4 separate regions of the Mus musculus genome follow, and regions 1, 3 and 4 are each linked to region 2. Evidence: chromatin contacts called from public HiChIP or PLAC-seq data. All regions are on one chromosome and are shown on one strand. Each heading gives the region's core, a stretch centred on a gene start, on an enhancer-like site or on the middle of the called end of the contact. The rest is flanking DNA. Distances are from core to core; before and after follow the strand shown.

Evidence for each region. HiChIP or PLAC-seq counts read pairs in DNA pulled down with a chosen protein or histone mark.
Region 1: a contact with region 2 is called in an H3K4me3 HiChIP or PLAC-seq map of bone marrow-derived macrophages, with 5 times the contacts expected there. The contact joins the enhancer-like site here to the promoter of Zswim6 in region 2. A contact is called at or near these places in 2 of 39 promoter capture datasets (epiblast stem cells and liver), 1 of 15 datasets of contacts at CTCF or cohesin (CD8 T cells), 4 of 484 Hi-C or Micro-C datasets (bone marrow-derived macrophages, macrophages and nephron progenitors), 12 of 115 datasets of contacts at active chromatin or transcription factors (bone marrow-derived macrophages, craniofacial prominence, embryonic forebrain and 8 more) and 2 of 9 other capture datasets (adipose tissue and embryonic stem cells).
Region 3: an H3K27ac HiChIP or PLAC-seq map of stem cell-derived neural progenitor cells shows a contact between it and region 2, with 4 times the contacts expected there. The contact joins the enhancer-like site here to the promoter of Zswim6 in region 2. A contact is called at or near these places in 12 of 39 promoter capture datasets (the 3T3-L1 cell line, 3T3-L1-derived adipocytes, the HPC-7 cell line and 5 more), 22 of 484 Hi-C or Micro-C datasets (the AML12 cell line, the HPC-7 cell line, astrocytes and 12 more), 18 of 115 datasets of contacts at active chromatin or transcription factors (CD8 T cells, bone marrow-derived dendritic cells, bone marrow-derived macrophages and 10 more) and 3 of 9 other capture datasets (adipose tissue, liver and pancreatic islet).
Region 4: an H3K4me3 HiChIP or PLAC-seq map of bone marrow-derived macrophages shows a contact between it and region 2, with 2.6 times the contacts expected there. The contact joins the enhancer-like site here to the promoter of Zswim6 in region 2. A contact is called at or near these places in 9 of 39 promoter capture datasets (the 3T3-L1 cell line, 3T3-L1-derived adipocytes, the HPC-7 cell line and 3 more), 19 of 484 Hi-C or Micro-C datasets (CD8 T cells, DN3 thymocytes, the HPC-7 cell line and 9 more), 11 of 115 datasets of contacts at active chromatin or transcription factors (CD8 T cells, bone marrow-derived macrophages, cardiomyocytes and 5 more) and 1 of 9 other capture datasets (adipose tissue).

What each region holds. Positions count from the first base shown.
Region 1 is chr13:108,014,042-108,016,741 of GRCm38.p6, forward strand. Gm41055 (a long non-coding RNA gene) reads right to left here. Exons shown (of 5, transcript XR_003950673.1): 5 at 1,631-2,700. Among named protein-coding and RNA genes, the nearest start is that of B230220B15Rik, 16 kb to the left of the region's middle. Within about 2 kb of position 1,335, at least 12 of the 459 cell types and tissues checked have an H3K27ac peak or open chromatin away from gene starts, as enhancers often do. A contact at or near this core is called in bone marrow-derived macrophages and kidney, where this site is marked.
Region 2 is chr13:107,888,772-107,891,471 of GRCm38.p6, forward strand. Zswim6 (zinc finger SWIM-type containing 6) reads right to left here and starts at 1,293. Exons shown (of 18, transcript NM_145456.3): 1 at 833-1,293; 2 at 823-831; 3 at 815-820; 4 at 810-812; 5 at 626-807. The coding sequence starts at 1,278.
Region 3 is chr13:107,766,055-107,768,754 of GRCm38.p6, forward strand. All of the region lies in intron 8 of Zswim6 (zinc finger SWIM-type containing 6), which reads right to left. Among named protein-coding and RNA genes, the nearest start is that of Gm52061, 78 kb to the left of the region's middle. Within about 2 kb of position 1,312, at least 30 of the 459 cell types and tissues checked have an H3K27ac peak or open chromatin away from gene starts, as enhancers often do. A contact at or near this core is called in cerebral cortex, embryonic basal ganglia, muscle stem cells and 3 more, where this site is marked.
Region 4 is chr13:107,808,980-107,811,679 of GRCm38.p6, forward strand. All of the region lies in intron 5 of Zswim6 (zinc finger SWIM-type containing 6), which reads right to left. Among named protein-coding and RNA genes, the nearest start is that of Zswim6, 80 kb to the right of the region's middle. Within about 2 kb of position 1,317, at least 56 of the 459 cell types and tissues checked have an H3K27ac peak or open chromatin away from gene starts, as enhancers often do. A contact at or near this core is called in adipose tissue, bone marrow-derived macrophages and microglia, where this site is marked.

The DNA of each region.
Region 1 (2,700 bases), core at 85-2,584, 130 kb after region 2:
GAGTGCCAAGCTTGATATACATTAACTAGAAGGTAAGGCACACTGTTTATGGCTAACAGAAACTGTGTGAAAAGTTCAGCCTCAGTAGCCTCTCATCACGCATGCCTGAACAAAAGGATGTTCTCTACCAGAAGAGTGTGTTTGAGTGTGTGTGTGTGTGTGTATGTGAGTGTGAGTGTGTGTGTGTGTGTGTATGTGAGTATGAGTGTGTGTGTGTATGCACATGTGTGCACACACATGCACATGATATTTTACAAAAATTATCACCTTGATCATGGTATTTCACAATGTTACATCATTCGATCTATACTTCTTCTAGTCTGAAGTTTGACTAATAACAATTTTGCAGGTATTTTTATTGAACCTTTGTTTGGAATCAAACAGTAGCACAGCTGTGTTTTTAGTTCATAATTTTTCAGAGTTTGAGGACCATGTACTATGGATATTGGTCTACTAAAGCCAATGCAAGTGCAACCCATACCCATTCCCACCCTTTTAACTGAGAAAGAGAGGAGGGTGAAGAAGCTGGGCGTGGTGCCACACACCTTTAATCCTTCGAGAGACCAAGCAGGCACATCTCTGTGAGTTCAAGTTCTACATGGTGAGTTCCAGACTAGCGAGGGCTGCACTGTGAGACAACAACAACAACAACTACTACTACTACTACTACTAATATTATAAGTAGTAGTGGAAAGAATTTGCTAAAAATTAAATTGTTGAGTCAGTAGATTATGCATAGGATGAGTTTTAGGCACGAGTTTCCCCTGTGCTCGGTTCTGTAGTTATTTTTACTTGTTTCTGATAACACCTTTTAACTAACATATAGCTTTTAGTTTTACTAAATTTTTAGAGTTTACAAATAGTTTAAAGGGTCAAACAGGGCTGGTGAGACCGTTCTGCACATGAGGAAAGGCACTGGCCACGAAAGCCAAAAGCCCTGAGCCCAGTCTCTGGCTCCCAGGGAGAAGGAGAGAAACAGACCTTGGCACACAGGCCCACTCCCACATCCCACACGTAATAACAAATTAAAATTTAAATATAAGTATAGAGAGTCAAGCAGCTTTCACAACCTTGTTTCAAATATCCTCTCTCCCTCCCAGCTCCACTGAGCACACCTGCTGGCAGCCATCTTTAACTCTGTCTGGCTGCATACTCTGTGTTTCTTCTTAGTTCTAATCCATACTGTCATTTCTCAGTTTTTCCATGCCAGACATTATCTGTCGATTTCCCAATAAAGAAAATAAGGATCTGGTCCTCATTACTTCCTGCTTGGCCTCAGCTTCATGCTCTACATCTTCACGTTTGGCTCGGTGACAATGGCTTAGGTCACTATCCTGCCCGTACATTACTTAAGTGCTCTTGTCCCATGCTGAGTAACACACTATGACTTTATTTCCTTCCTACATATTTTTTTTATTGAAATTGAGGTTCGTGGGTTATAGTAAAGGGACATGTGACACACACTTGTCATCGATCTGCATTTGGCTTTCCTTCCTTTCTTTACTTGATTAACTGTTCTTTTGTGTGTCCACGTGTTACTGTGTGTATAGGTGCACGTGCGTGTGTGTACGGGTGGGTGTGCTCACGTGTGCATGCATGTGACGGTCAGAAGACAAGCTCATACTCACACTATATTCACAATTTTTATTTTTATTTTGGAAAGAAGCCTTGGACCTCTTAATCAGCTAGGCCAGCTGGCTAGTAAGCTCTGATGAATCCAGCGGTCTCTGCCTCCCCAGCATTGAGAGTACAAACAGCCATCATAGCACGGGGTGTGAGTGTGTGTGAGTGTGTGTTTGTGAGTATATGTGTGTGAGTGTGCGTGAGTGTGTGTATGTATGTGAGTATGTCTGCATTTGTGTGTGTCCCCACATGGGTCTTGGGGCTTGAACTCATGTCCTTGTGCTTGCAACTAAGAATCTCACCAGCCCTAATTAGCTGTTTGCAGTAACGAGCCTTCATCTAATCACTTCTTAAATTACATTTCCTAGCCTTCTCTCTCCCCTAGCCCTTTTCTTTTTCCTTTTTAGGGAACACTCATTACTCAGGTATCAAATCTTTTGCACCGGTCTTCAATTTTTTTTTTATCTTTTCCTTCCTATTTTTAAAAACAAAAACAAACAAACAAACCAACAAACCAACCAGTGCTCGGAACTATTTCCTAAATTCTACTCTTTAAGTCTACCTTCAATTTATCTAAAGCATTTGAATGTGGTGGTAGGCATAATTTTAGTTTTTAAAGAAGCTAATTAATTTTTCTGTGTTTGCTAAGTGCCTATCTGTTTTTAGGATAGCATCATTAAAAAGAAAGAAGGAAAGAAAGAAAGAAAGAAAGAAAGAAAGAAAGAAAGAAAGAAAGGAAGGAAGAAAGAAAGAAAAGCACACGCATGTGCATGCAGCGCGCACACACACACACACACACACACACACACACACGCACACCAAGTCTTGTAGTATTTGAAAGTGTTAATGGTCGTTGCCATCTCCCTTAAGTGACTCTGTTTCCTTTGAGATTTTGGGGAATCAGTCAGATCAGTTTCCTTGCCTTTTTCCCCCCATTGCCTGGTTGTTTGTTCAACCCCCAAATTGTCCATCAGAGAGCTGATTTAAAACCCCAAGGTTGTACTTCATTGACTAAAGCCACCCCTGTCCCCCATGTCCCGAAATCTAGCTGCGTCCATCACTTGGGGATTCCCGAAG
Region 2 (2,700 bases), core at 43-2,542:
GGCTCGGGGACCCGGACGCGGACGCCGCGGAGCTCGTTGCAGACACCTTAAAGCAGCCTGAGTACGAGGGGCCGGCCGGCTAGCCGGCCGGCCGTCGGAGCCCCGAGCGGAGCGGTGGCCGAGCGGGGTTGAAGGGATCGCCACCACCCCACCTCGGACCGCGGGGCGCGGAGCAGCGCCAGAAGAAAGGACGCGAGCCGGGCAGTGCAGAGCGAGCGCCCCGGTCGGCATTGTCTGCGGCCCGCGCCCCCTCCCCCGCGCCGCACGCCCCAGCCCGAGCCCCGCGGCCACCCGCGCCTTTGTCCACGCCCGCCCCGCACACCCGCACTCAGCCTGCCGGACAGACGACCGGGACGCCGACACCCACCACCCCGCCACCGAGGGGCGCGTCCTTGCTGATTCATTTCCCACTCGCGCTAGCCCGTCCGGGGAGACGGGGGCGGGGACCAGCGGGAGGAAATGGGCGCTCCGCTCCGGGGACCGTCCGAGTCGCCCGCTGCTGCACCGCGCGCGCCCGACCCGAGGCGGCCCAGGGGATCGGAGGGGAGACCCTGCCCTCCCCCACCCCCGAGGGACAGGAGGACAGACCGAAGGACCGACGGCCCGCGGCAGCCCCGTGACTCACCGACTTGCAGGACGTTGTCTACGCAGCCACTCTCCAGCAGCGCGATACCCCGGCGGAAGGGCAGCCGCGTCTCGTCGCCGCCGTCCGCAGCGCTGGCCGCCCCCACCGACGGGGTCCCGGTGCCCGCGGCGACGGCGGCGGCGGCGGCTGAGGTGGCGGCCGGCGAGGATGAGGAGCCGCCGCGCCGCCGCGCCGCGCCCGTGCTGCCGCCCGCCGCCGCCGCCGCTGTCGTCGCCGGGGCCGCCCGCGGAGCCGCCGCCGGTGTTGAAGGACGAGTACATGCAGATCTCCCGCTCACTGCGGGGAAAGGACCAGTAGACGATGCGGCGCTGCACCGGCTCCGGGATGCGCTCGAAGCGCTCCTCCACGCGCTGGAACGGCCACTTCTCCGCCACCCTGCGCGCTGCGATGTCCAGCAGAGACTCGGGGCTTTGGGTCTTGCCCGGCGGCAGCAGCCCCAGTGCCGCGCCGCCCCCGCACGCCGCCGCCGCCGCCGCACCGCCCGCCCGCGGGCCGGGCCGACAGGCAGAGCTGTAGCCGCCACCCGCGCCGCCGCCGCTGCTGCCCCCACCACCGCCGCCGCCGCCGCCGCCGCCGCCCGGCCGGCAGCAGAGCCGTTTCGCGGGAGGAGGCTGCTGTCCGCGCTCCGCCATGACCGCGCCGCTTCTAACCCGACAGCGGAAGTGCCGGGACCCTATAAACGGCACAAGGAAGCGCGACACGCACACGCCGTGGCGACGCCACGCTGCCATCTAGGGCCCGCCGCTCCTTGTAGGGGCACGGGAGGTGTGGCCTAGGCCGTGACGACATCGCCGAGGAGGAGCGCCGATAGGGAGAACCTAGGGGAGGGGGCGGGGCCTATGCAAATCACTGGGCTGAAACATAAATAGAGCGCTCCGTGGACACGGGGGTGGCGGGGGCACCCGGGTTGGGTGCCCGGTGGGCTGTGAGAATGTCAGGCTGCTGTGACGCGGGAGGCGGGGCTCAGGCGGGGTTTCCGCGGGAGGGGTCGGGCCGTCTGCCAAGGGGAAGGGTGGGTGGGTCTCTGCGCCCCCTGTCTACTCAACTTAGCCCTCCAGCGCCCTGCCTCCTTTTGATGTCCGCCGAGCGTGGACGCTCCTCGTGGGTCGCCGCGGGGCGGGGAGGGGGGAGGGTTCCGGACTAAATGGAGGGCGGGCCGACTGCTCGATGCCCCACCCCCCAGTCAGCCGGCCCCGCGGGGAAAAGCCTCTGGGCGGAGGAGGCGCTTTCAAAACAAAGAAATGCTGCGTGAAGCCCCGGGGACGCGGCCGAGAGGAAGGCGGGGGAGGCGCGGCCCAGGCCGCCTGCTTTCCTTCCAACCCGGCGAAGCGAACTTCCCCCACCCTCGGCCGTGGCTGCGGCGCAGGGGGGAAAGGGAGGAGGGCTGAGCTCAGCCACTGTTTTCCACTTCACTTTTCGCCGACCCAGGTGGGGAAGGGGCGCGGCTGCCCCGCGTAACTGCAGCGCACCCAGCCCTGAGCCCCGGGTTCGCTCCGGCCCGGTGACACGCCAGGGAGCCGAGTCGATCGAGCGCCCGGACACGCGCAGCGCTCGGATGCTGCCCCGCAGCCGCTGGACGCGCGTCCCGAGCCGGCCGCGCCGCCCTGCCCCGCCCCGCCCTCGCACTCTTTCAGTCCTTCGGGCCAAGAAGCCGGCCCGCCCGGCTTCACCCCAGAGCCCCAGTCGCCCTCTGCCGCGACCTGCTGCAGACCCAGGGGGTCGGGCCGCTCACTTAGAGCGCACACACGGGCAGAGAGGATCGCGCAAACTCTCCAACGCGAGACGGTTGTCGCTCACGGCCGCCCGGTGGCGGACAACAGCCGCGGGCGCTCTGGAATCTGCGGCGGGGCTGAGACCTGGAGTCCTTGGCGCTCCGGACGCGCGCTGCGCTCCCTGCAGCATTGGCGGCGCCCGACCGGCGGGTCCTCCCCGCTGCAGGGCAGCAGGAGAGCGAGCAGCGCTGGGAGACGGTGCCCGGGCGCCAGCGGAGGCGGAGAAACGAGTCCCCGTCTGAACCGGGAACCCTGCGGACATTGTTCTTCGCACTCTGCAGA
Region 3 (2,700 bases), core at 62-2,561, 120 kb before region 2:
ACCCTAAAGACTGGCATGGTAATTAAGTCCAGGGAACAGGCAGCTCTTAGGGTTAATGTTAGGTGTGCCTGCCACAAGTCAGCACGGGGCTGCTCTTTCAAGCCACAAGTTATTTCTAAGATCTGCTTTCCAGAGACTACCTGTGTCACTAATGAAGCCTGTAAGTGCAGACGTACATCTTCCATAGACTGCCAAAGGCAAGGCCCTTATCAAACCTGCAGCCGTTCCACCAGCACCAAGGGCTTTCTTCTCTGTCTTAAGATTGCAGTCCTTTCTTTCCCCGACAGCTGCTGAGGATGCAAAGTTGCTCATCTTCAGAATACTGTTGTGTGTTTTGGAAAATGAGCATCACACACAGAGAGTAATATTAATATTTGAGAGACTGATTCATGCCCAAGATAAATGCATGTGCAAATGAGGTGTAACAGAAGGTCGTAACAGAGTGCATCTGTATCTATTCTGTCCCACAGTATGAGCATCAGGGAGAGAGTCACAAAGATTACCCAGACAGAATGAGTATCACAGGCACAGGAAATCCTAGGAACAAGGAGCCTCTCTGGGAGCTGGAGAACGGGGGAAGAAATGGGCTACTGCAACCAACTTTGCATATTTATATGAAAAGGAAAAGTTTAAAAAAATGAATGTGTTACTTTCAACTACTTCTGAAGCATCAACAGTGTGAAACTTCATAAATCACATCTAAGCAGAAAGTTACGAATCTTGGGAAGGGGGCTATCTGGTCCTCTGAAAAAGATTCTGTCATCTCCTGGCTGACAACCTGATGGCTCCAAGTCCTTTGCCAAGAAGCAGAGCTACTTGGCTAGGGTGCCGGTTCACTCTTAGCCCACGGAAGCTCTCGTGCCAGGAATCTTTTTTTTTTTCCTTTCTTGGTGCATTGGCCACTGCCAGACATGGACCCATCGAATCCACTGGTGCTAAGGAGTTAAGCATCTGAGATTTAATTTAACAGTTTCGGCTTTATTAAGCTGTCACGGAGGGAGCGGCCCCACGTTGATAGCAGGAGCTACTCCAATTACGGCTTGGTTTAGGGTTGACAAGTGTAATGATTCATCCGTGGCACATGAGAAGCAATAAAAGGTTGTTTTGCATTACAGCTTTAAAAATGTGGGCACTTTTTCCATTTAATTTGTCACTTAGCTTTTGCTAAGAGGACATTTAAATTGCAGTAAAAGGCAAATGGGGCTTTTAGTTTAAATGTAATCCCCATATTTAAATGATCTGTAATGGTGCAATGTTGGAGTGGGAACACTATTGTCTCACAGTGGGTCCTGATGGTGACATGTGACATTTGTATTCAGGTCCTGTATTATCCATGTGGCTAAAGGGCTTCCAATTTCATTTCACAGCCAGAAGCCTGCAGAAAACACCAATTAACTTGCAGATCCCATTTGCCGACAAAACTCAGCCTCTCTTCAATGTCTGGCATCTGGCAGTGCTCAGCATTTAATTCCAAAGCAGCGCCTTGAAGCAATGTGAGCCCTGTGTAGGGGCACAAAGTCAAATTCCCCCATTTTATTAAGAAGCAAAAGCCTTTCCTTTTGGAGTCTAGAAGGAACTTTGAGTTAATTTTTTGGTGAACAGATACTAGGATGTGATCGCTACTATGACTTCTGTGGGGGATTCCTCACAAACTTTAGATCCCACAACAACGGCCTGTGACCTCCACTTGGCATCAGAGTACACAGGCAGAGTTCACTAGTCTACCAATGATTTCAGGGAGGGGCTTGGGGGAGGGAGGAGGTGAGAGAGCGCGCGTGTGGGTTTTTGTGTGAGTATGTGTGTGTGTGTTTGTAGTTGTGTTCTTGATCCTTGTCTGCAATCAAACATCTTGAGTAAAGCCTGGGTCTCTGTAGAGCAGTCCTGTCTTGGGAATATGTATCAGCTGCCAAAAACTTCGGCCCAGTGAGAAGTCCTACTGCTGACTGATGGTCTCGGCATACATTTTCCAAAGCCAGCATGGAAAGGTGAGATGTGACTACAGATTAAATGTGAATCATGCAAACTTCACTCTACATTATCATTTGTATTCTTTCTTTCTTTTTTCTTTTTTTTTTTCTCTTTTCTTGGCACTTTGAAAATATTCAAGTGGCACTTGTTTTCCTAACCAGTTATTTATGCTTTCATATTTCTGAGTACCACAGCTTAAAATTTTATACACTTCATAGTAATCCAGTATTTTCCCTACACGATCCCCTTCGTTATTGGTTTTCAATGCTAGTCCTTTTTCACCTTTATGAACCAACGAGTGAATCCAACATGTACAACAGAGTCACAAGCTAAAAAGGCCTCATTTGGAAAGCTAAATCATTCACTTTGTTTACTTAAACCACGTATTACCCTTTCTTCTTCAATTCCACACTGTGCCTCAAACCTCCAGGCAACACATGGAAGCTGCTTACTGTTCACAGATCGACTTACATTTGACTGGGGTGGGGGCAGCTACTATCAGATTTTCAGGAGATCAAGTAAAGTACGGGACACAATACGCTATTTTTAAGAAACACTGGAGAAAAACATTCACAGATACACTTTAATATTTGGCAAGTAGCAGACCTACTTGTATAGAAACAAACCCACCAGAGTATCTACCAAGAGTCACGTTCCTGGAGAAGCAGGAAAGAAACCCTGACTTCAGGTTTTTAGGAGCTTGTCATACAATCCTAAAGACTCCACACCATC
Region 4 (2,700 bases), core at 67-2,566, 80 kb before region 2:
AGATGTATGTGAAGTTACCTTTTGTTTTTCATCCATGTCAAGTACCATCGTATAAAACAAGACAACACCCAAGTCATCTCAGATTCTAAATAATTATTTTCAAGAAAAAAAAAAAAAACAGACCAAAGTTTCTTGGAGAAAGGGCTAGAACAAAGAACATGGAAAATTTAGTACCAGAAATAAAGTTAAAAAAAAATTAGGAAACTGTTACAACATGGGAAAGCCCCACCACCACCACCCCATGACCAAGCTACAACTATCTGAAAAGCAAGACAGCAAAAATAACAGATTCTAAATAAAAAAATTAAGTAATCTATGGGTCCGTACTGACCTAACCAAACTACTGAATAAATGAACAGGGGAGAGTGGACATGTCTTCCTTACAAAACATTTCGATTGGGCAGAGAGACTTGGGGGCGTGGGTAAGATCACAAGGACACCAAAGCAAACTGGTGCCGGCATGAAGCTGACGATAAAATTACTGAGTGAGGAAGTATAACATTCAAATAACCTCAGAGTATTCCCTCTCCAAATATTTGTGGACATCTATCGATTTCAGCACATATCTACAAAGGCTTTGGTAATCCTCCCACTTGTAGGGAGAACTTAATTTCCCCCTTCACTTGGGTGTGGCTGGACTCTTCTATTATAGAAGCATAAATATTCTTAAAAATTACTAAGAAAGCAGATGTGCACTATTTTCACTAGAAAACAATAACTATGTGAGGTAATATTTGTCAGGTACCCAGATTGAGTCATTTAACAATATACATATACTTTACAATGTCATAATCTTTTTAAAAAGACTTTAAAGAAAACATGAAAGGGGAAATGTAGTTAACTCTAAGGTGGAAAACCCTGGCATGGATAAATGATGTATCAAGAAGTCTTTTTGGTATCATCCACACCCTGACATAGTCAGAAGTATACAAATTTAAATTCTATTGTATGTTTACAAAAAAAAAAGTGCCTCAATCCAATATAAAAGGATTAGATAAATTGAGAGATCACTTTCAAAACATGTAACCAGTCAGTGTCAGGATCGGGGTTGCTCCACAAGTGGGAGGAGCTGAACTGGGATTCCCAGCACACACCTAAAAGGCTGGGCAAGGAAGCACGGGCATGCAGATCAGGAATGGTGAAGATGGAAAGCACAGACAGACGGGTCCTGGGGAGCTACAGGACTATCTGGTCTGGCCTTCAGAGCCAAGTTCTAGGTCCGTGCAAGAGGTTTAGGAGACATGAAGACTATGCAATATAGAACCCCGAGCTTGTTCTTCAAGTGCATAGAGGAATTAGTAAAAGCAATGGGGAACTTAGAACAGAGTCTGAGTTGACTACATCATTGTGCCAAGGTAATTGCTTGCATTTTGATAAAAGGACTGTAGTAAATAGCTGTATAAAACTGAAGAACTAAGGCCAATGGAGACAGCAAAACCAAGCCGTAACAAGTTTTAAAGAGCTTCAGCCCTTCCTACAGATCTCCTGAAATGAAAGGAACAAACTTTTAAGCAAAACTCAGTTTGGCTTCTAAGTAACAATGCAGACCATCCAGTAAGTTACTCCACGTCTGGTACTCTCACTTCCTGATTCTAAGACATTTCTGCCACAATGCCAAGTTTCTTTCTGAAAGGCCTTAAGGAAGCTCAGGTTTGCCCTAAACAGGAACCGAGCCCCAAAGCCCCTCCACTGTGCAGTTGTGAGCAGGCTAAGTCACTCGTAAGCCAAAGTCCTCCTTATTGATCACAATGAAAACCCTGCACTACTAGGCAGATGCTCAGCCTCGGTCAGGGAAGCAGGGCAGTCTAGAGTGGCAGGAGCTTCCAACCATGGAGCCTGGAAATGGACTTCTTGGAACCACATTATCCTTAAACAAACAAACTTCAACTCAATAAATAAAATTACAGATAGCCGTAAGAAATACACCCTGCCACTCAAGTTTTCCCAAAATGGCCAAGGCCAAACGGTCCTGGAGCTCCTCCCTGCTGCACTCGGTTCTCCCAGGAATGCACGTTTCGCCCTGGCCCCAGGCTTTGCGCTGCATTCTGCTCCCTCCACAGTGGTCAGAGCACTGTTTGCTCGCCCTTTGGGAGTCCTGTAAATATTTAGCAAAAACAATCAAATGGTTATGAAGCTCAAACATTCATAAGCTTATCAACATGTGTTAAAACACCCCCTCGGTGCTCCCTTTCCGACATGGCAATAATTCCTATTCCACCCCTCCCAGGCTTTGAGGAAGGAAAATGTAACATAGATGCTCCAGGCCCAGGGACCAGTGTTAGAGGATTCCATGAGTTCCCTGTGTGCTTCTCTGCAGGTGGCATTTCAAACAGAGAATGCCACAATATCCTGTCTATACCTGCTACTCTCTATTCCTATTGATGTTGTAGTTTTCTCAAGTTACTTTAGTATCTCTAGCCAAAGCAAGCATCAATGAGTTTCAATTTCTACCTATGGCCTTAACCTTTCTCTTCATTCCTCTGCCAAATACGGCCCTCTCTGTTAATCCCATTCACGACCTCTCTAAAACACAGTTACCTAGACTCCACTGCCCCTCACACACACAAAAGTATTCATTCTCTTCTGTGCACCAACGCACTTTTTGCACATTCTTCTTACCACTGTTAGCACAAACACTATAGTGAATTGTTTATGCGCCTGCCTGGTTCAGTGGGCAGTAAGCTGGCTCATTCATCTTTG